Linked DNA regions of Mus musculus: region 1 is linked to region 2. Evidence: chromatin contacts called from public Hi-C data. All regions are on one chromosome and are shown on one strand. The core of a region is the stretch at or near the end of the contact, and the rest is flanking DNA. Distances in the headings are between cores, read along the strand shown. Region 1 has its middle 47 kb from the start of Gm40518. Region 2 overlaps Cadm1 (cell adhesion molecule 1).

Region 1 (2,700 bases), core at 7-2,506, 400 kb after region 2:
TCATGGTCAAGATCACGACTGACCTCAGGTGGACTGTGGCCTCATCTGATTCTCCAAGCTAGTTTCATGATGCTGCCTGTGATGTTTCAGGGCTTCTTCCAGTGGAACTGTGGGGTCATAAGAGGAGGGAAATATCTAATAAACTCACCTATCCCTTTGTGACAAGGGAGACCCACTGGGGGGATGTGTGTTTTTGATGACTAGGCTGGTTCTTGAAAAATTAAAACTTGTATCCATAACTACTGAGTCCAGAGTTCATGCTCTGCACATTTATTCTGAGCTAGCATTCTCTCTCTCTCTCTCTCTCTCTCTCTCTCTCTGTGTGTGTGTGTGTGTGTGTGTGTGTGTGTGTGTGTGTGTGTGTGATCTGAAGAATGAATGGGGCTGGTGAGATGGCTCATCAGTTAAAGGCACTGGTTGTTCTTCCAGAGGTCCTGAGTTCCATTCCCAGCAACCATGTGGTGGCTCACAACCATATACAAAGGGATCTGATGCCCTCTTCTGGCATGTAGATGAACATACAGACAGAGAAAGCCTACCTTAAAAAATACATTAAAAGAAGAAGAAGAAGAGGAGGCAGAAGGAAGAAGAGGAGGAGGAACACAATCTCAGGAACGTCCAGAAAGATAAAACTGGCTCAAGGTCATCGTACACCAGGACAGTAGACGGATGGACCCTTTAATCTATTGACTTTAGGCCAACCCTGTTGCTATTCAGCCTGTGGCTTACTTTGACTATCCTCCTCGCACCCACCAAAATACACATACACACACACACACACACACACACACACACACACACACCTCTCATCTCCTTTGTACATCTTCTCATAACCTCTCTTCTAGCACAGAAGGCTCCAAGCCACACACTGAGAATAAGTACCCACCACCCATCAGCAGAAAGAAACTCTCAGCTGCCTGTCCACCCAGTCGGGATTGCTGGCATTGTGGCCCGGGAAAACTGTCTGCTTCGGAGATGGGAATCTGGAGATGAGGAATAATAATAAATTGAGAGTGGAACAGGACTGAGCAGTGCACACACCTCCCCATCTGCTCTGGTACAGGCTGCTGGATTTGCCTTAGATTAGGTCTCTGTTTCTGATCTGACAACAGATGCCAGAGCCATAAATAACTGTGTGTTTTTCCCTTGAACTTTCGCTGCCATCTCCTGATGCCTGGTGTCACATTGCATTCTGGGGAGAGGTGCAGTGGAGCATGCCACCATCTCCTTGGCCTCACTCCGTCCCTCTTCCCGAGTGTGCCACCCCCATCATGTCCAAGAGCAAGCTGTTGGCTGTGGTGAGGGTTCCTGTGGAGTGCACTGACTGGGGACTGGGAGCCTTGGCCTCTCTCCCCAGTCATCCCGCTTGACCCCAGCTTCTTAGAGGGAGTCTGAAGTTGTTGATTTGTCTGCACAGGCAGGGAGCGCCTGTGTGAGGTCACAGGCAAGGCAGATCTCTGACCAGGCATTGAGGAGGGCAAAGGAGCTGAAATGAAGGTTCTTCAAGCTGGCAGCCTAGTCCTGGAACCAACCCCCCCCCCAGGCAATAGATGGCCACACTTGGCATTGAGGCTTTTCCCAAGAAATGACAGTAATATATAAGGAAGTGTCTCCTCCAGCTCAGCAGGGTGTCAGTAAGCAATTAGCTCCTATCCTAATGGTGCCTCTTCCCAGCCCTGCCTCCCTCTCTGACTTTTTCTAACTGCATTAGGCTCACTTAGAAACTCAGAGTTACCCTTGGTACAGACCAGAGTGGGACATTCTCATTCTATGATGAAGAAACGCTAAAGCCGAGCTTTCTCATCTTGTCTTAGTGATGGTGAAAAATGGAGAGCAAGATAACAGGTCCAGATGTTGGCCAAAGTTCAGCATCCAGGACCCACTCCACTTCCCGAGCTGACTCCGTGCTTTGAGTCTCCCCCTCCCCCCTCTATCCTCCTTCTCCTCTCTTTGCACCCCCTTCTCTCTCTCTTTTTGCTCAATGTCATGCCTCCCTTACTTTTCCAATTCCCCTATCACTCCCATCTCCTTCTTCTTCTTCATCAGACCACCTGCCGTCCCTACAGGTGCTGTCCTGAAACTCCCTCTCCCTCCCTCCTCCACCCCCTCTACGTCCTCCCTCCCTCTCTTCTCAGTGTTTGGGCACTTGCCTCTGCTTCTTCCTTTTCTTTCTGTGGATTTCCTGAGCCTTCAAAGGGCTCACCCTGGCGTCTTCCTCCTTGCTTTCTTCTCGGACTTTCTCTTTATGGTTCTGGATCTTCTGCTGCCTCACTCATTTCTACCTCCCCATACTTTTTACTTTCCTCTTGTCCTGTTTCATGGCCCTCTCCCTTCCCTGGCTTTCTCCATTCTGTCTCTCTTCTGCTGATTGTATCTGCTCCTTATGCATCCCTACAGCCAAGTAAGTATCCCTTGCTCCGGTGGATGCCCAGCTCTCGCCTTCTTCCAGAGGAGTGGTGCTTTCTTGCCTTTAGCATCTTAGTTTCTCCCTTGTTCCTCGTCCAGCACTGCCCATCTGCGCAGAGGGTTGGCACCTACTGTCTCTGCAGCGAGCTGGATGTGAGCTACTCACTTGAGGGAAGGTATGACTGAGTCCAAGGTACAGTAAACTAGTGGAGAGCCAGAAGGAGTAATGCAAGGGAAAGCAATGAGGAAGTATTCCTGTGGAAGACTCAAGGAGAGGAGACTAAAATGGAACTC
Region 2 (2,713 bases), core at 193-2,692:
ATGGTCTCTAAGTGCTACCGACTGACATTCGGTACTAAATGTGCAGATACGGGTGCTGAGCGAAACACAGGCGGAGGACTTGCTAATTTGTATTCTAGATGGAAATCTTAAATTAGTTTCCAAGATTTTTAAATGGATTTTTAAATGCCGGGCACATAGGAGATTGAGTTCATATTAATATTTATAAGGTTTGAGAAGATATTTAGTGAAATATTTGTATAATTTAATTTTGGTCATAATCAAGAAGAAAACCATAACAAGAAGGACATTGCACTTTAGTTTGGTGACTCTTTGTAGCTCAGAGTTAGAATTATTTTTTTCTGGAAAAACTCATGCTGACCCCTGCATGTTTAAAGAGAACTTTTTTTTAAATTTATACCCAGAAGTTAGATGTTATGTGTGTATAAATTCCTTGAGTTGGATTGTTTTATGGTAATTTTATATAAGCTAATTAGGAAATCAGTATTGATAATGATTTTTTTTTAAGCCTTCATTGATAGTCCTGCAAAACTCCATATTGTAGCTGCTTTTATATTCTGTAGTACAGGGAAGAGCACCCTGGGTTCACAGGAAACCTGCTTCCTGTGGTTTTGCTTAGGGCTAATTGAGCTTAATGTAGTTTTGTGTGCAGAAGGTATTGACTTGTGCATAGTATTTAATTTGTGTAAATATGTGTGTATGTAATGTTTGGCCCCTCCGAGTTTTATTTTAAATGTAACCCTTGAAACTGGGATAATAGAAATTCGTAGCTTAGGCCTGCTAGCAATTGCAGGTGCCAACGGTTTAAACTGCTGTAGAAATACAATTATGAGCAGCCAAGAGCAAATCTTGTTTTAAGGTCCATGTGTAATGAATGCCTGTTAGTATTATAGAATACAATTAAAAAGAGGTTTACCTCTCCTAAGCTGTGATTGGTTCTTTCTGATGGAAATGTTGAGTCCCCTGAGTAGAATGTGTATTCAGCTCTCGGTGATTTAGACACCAGTGAGCCTGGCATACTGCAGGCTTGGATAAATTCAGGGCAGTTATAGTCAAGCAGAGATGGGAAAAGACTGAAAGATTAATGAGCGAGCTTAAAACAAAGCTTCAAAAATGAGAGCAGTGCTCTGCTCGGTCTTATATAATTGTGCAGAATAGAAGTCGGTTTTGGCGGCTGTTGTTAAAAAAAATTTTAGGATCTTGGCAGAAAATGTTTATTTGTTATAAAAATCGGACCTAGAGAATGCAAGTGAAAACCTGGGTTGAAATATCCAGTTCCTGCTTGGCTGTGTAGTCCTCAGAGACACACCCTGCCCATAGCCTCTTTTATTCTTGCTTGACCAAGCCTCTTCAGTTCTCCCCACTACACCCCCCACGGAACTTCCCACTGCTTCATGATGGTGAGGGCCAAAGTCCCAGCTCTGGCTACTCTCCAGGAAGTGCACATCTGGGTGGTGTTCCTGGAGGCCTCACTGGCACTCTTGCGTGTTGACCAAGGCCTAACAGATCAGGACCGTTCAGAAGCATGAGAGCCCTCTGCCACGGTAGCCCAACTTACTGCTGATTACCTGTGGATCCCAGTTTCTGGCTGGTGGCTTTCAATAGTAGCCTCGTGGCATTTCTTTACTAAGACTTAATGCAAGGGATCCTAATGGCTTTAAAATGCGCTTTTACCTTTGCCAATCCTTTTAATAGCCCCTGTAACTAACCTTCCATTTGCCCAACACTGTGGAGCTCTGCTGCGGAGCTGGTCATCCCGTAATGCGAGGCTGGGCACTCAGGGAAAGGGCAGCTCGTAATTAACGCAGTGCAGGTGAGCCATTTCTTTGATCCAGGGCTTGCCAGCGCAGTGAAGAAGAGCAGCCTTGGAAGAGAGACTGCCAACTCAGAAGAGGGTTCTCCAGTCTGTGTAGACACAGCAGCAGCCTTTCACTCTGCCTGTCCCTTTCTTCAAGGAGTTTGGCGCCACCTACAGGAGGCAGGAAGCGCGGTAACCTCAGCTTCTCATGGAAGCACTGGACTTCTCCCCGTGGTCATTCCTCATATTTAGGGTTTTTTTCCCCCCCTATCAAGTTGATCACTTGTTCAGCATGTAGTATTTATCAAGCCTCTCTTTGGCCACGGGATGATGCTAAGCTCTATGGGAAGAAAGGTTACGTCTGTACTAACTGTTTTGGCAGAAGATTCCTCACCGGTAATTGCTTGGTAAGGTCTCTGTTTCTGCTGCCCTGAGCCTTTTCCTTGGACACTCCAGCAAGAGAGAGCAGTTACAGATGGGCGTTGGAGGGGACAGCCTACAAGGGCTGCAGACTTCACTTTTGAGTTTCCTTTGTTTTTTTTTTTTTTTTTTTTTTTTGTGGACAGAGTGGCAGCCAATCCATTATTTTCTTGTTTGTTTCTATTTGTTTTCTTTGGAAAGAAATGTTGAGTTTAACAAAGGGGTGGGGGGAACTACAGTCAAGGAAGTTCAAGATGCATGATCCAGTTCAGAGACTTCAGGGGGAAAGACAGGTGATCGCTGTTGCTGGTGCATTAAAGGTGCTGAAGAGATAATGAGGATCAATTATTTTCATTCATCAGCCTTTCATAACTGTATCACTGAATTAAGCTCTCCATTGTTCCACGCTGGAGGGATTTGGCTTGAAAGGAGTTAAGAAGGTAGGTTTCTGCCTGCGAGTGAATGAGCTCAGCTCTCCCTTCCCCACCAGCACCCCTAACCCAGACCTGTTCTTGA

Evidence for each region. Hi-C and Micro-C count contacts between places; a contact is called where the count stands out from the background.
Region 1: a contact with region 2 is called in a Hi-C map of the N1E-115 cell line, with 4 times the contacts expected there. The contact joins two enhancer-like sites. A contact is called at or near these places in 2 of 484 Hi-C or Micro-C datasets (the N1E-115 cell line and nephron progenitors).

Annotation. Positions count from the first base shown.
Region 1 is chr9:48,110,440-48,113,139 of GRCm38.p6, forward strand. No RefSeq gene overlaps it. Among named protein-coding and RNA genes, the nearest start is that of Gm40518, 47 kb to the right of the region's middle. Within about 2 kb of position 1,257, at least 8 of the 459 cell types and tissues checked have an H3K27ac peak or open chromatin away from gene starts, as enhancers often do. A contact at or near this core is called in the N1E-115 cell line, where this site is marked.
Region 2 is chr9:47,706,564-47,709,276 of GRCm38.p6, forward strand. All of the region lies in intron 1 of Cadm1 (cell adhesion molecule 1), which reads left to right. Among named protein-coding and RNA genes, the nearest start is that of Gm10677, 110 kb to the right of the region's middle. Within about 2 kb of position 1,443, at least 40 of the 459 cell types and tissues checked have an H3K27ac peak or open chromatin away from gene starts, as enhancers often do. A contact at or near this core is called in the N1E-115 cell line, where this site is marked.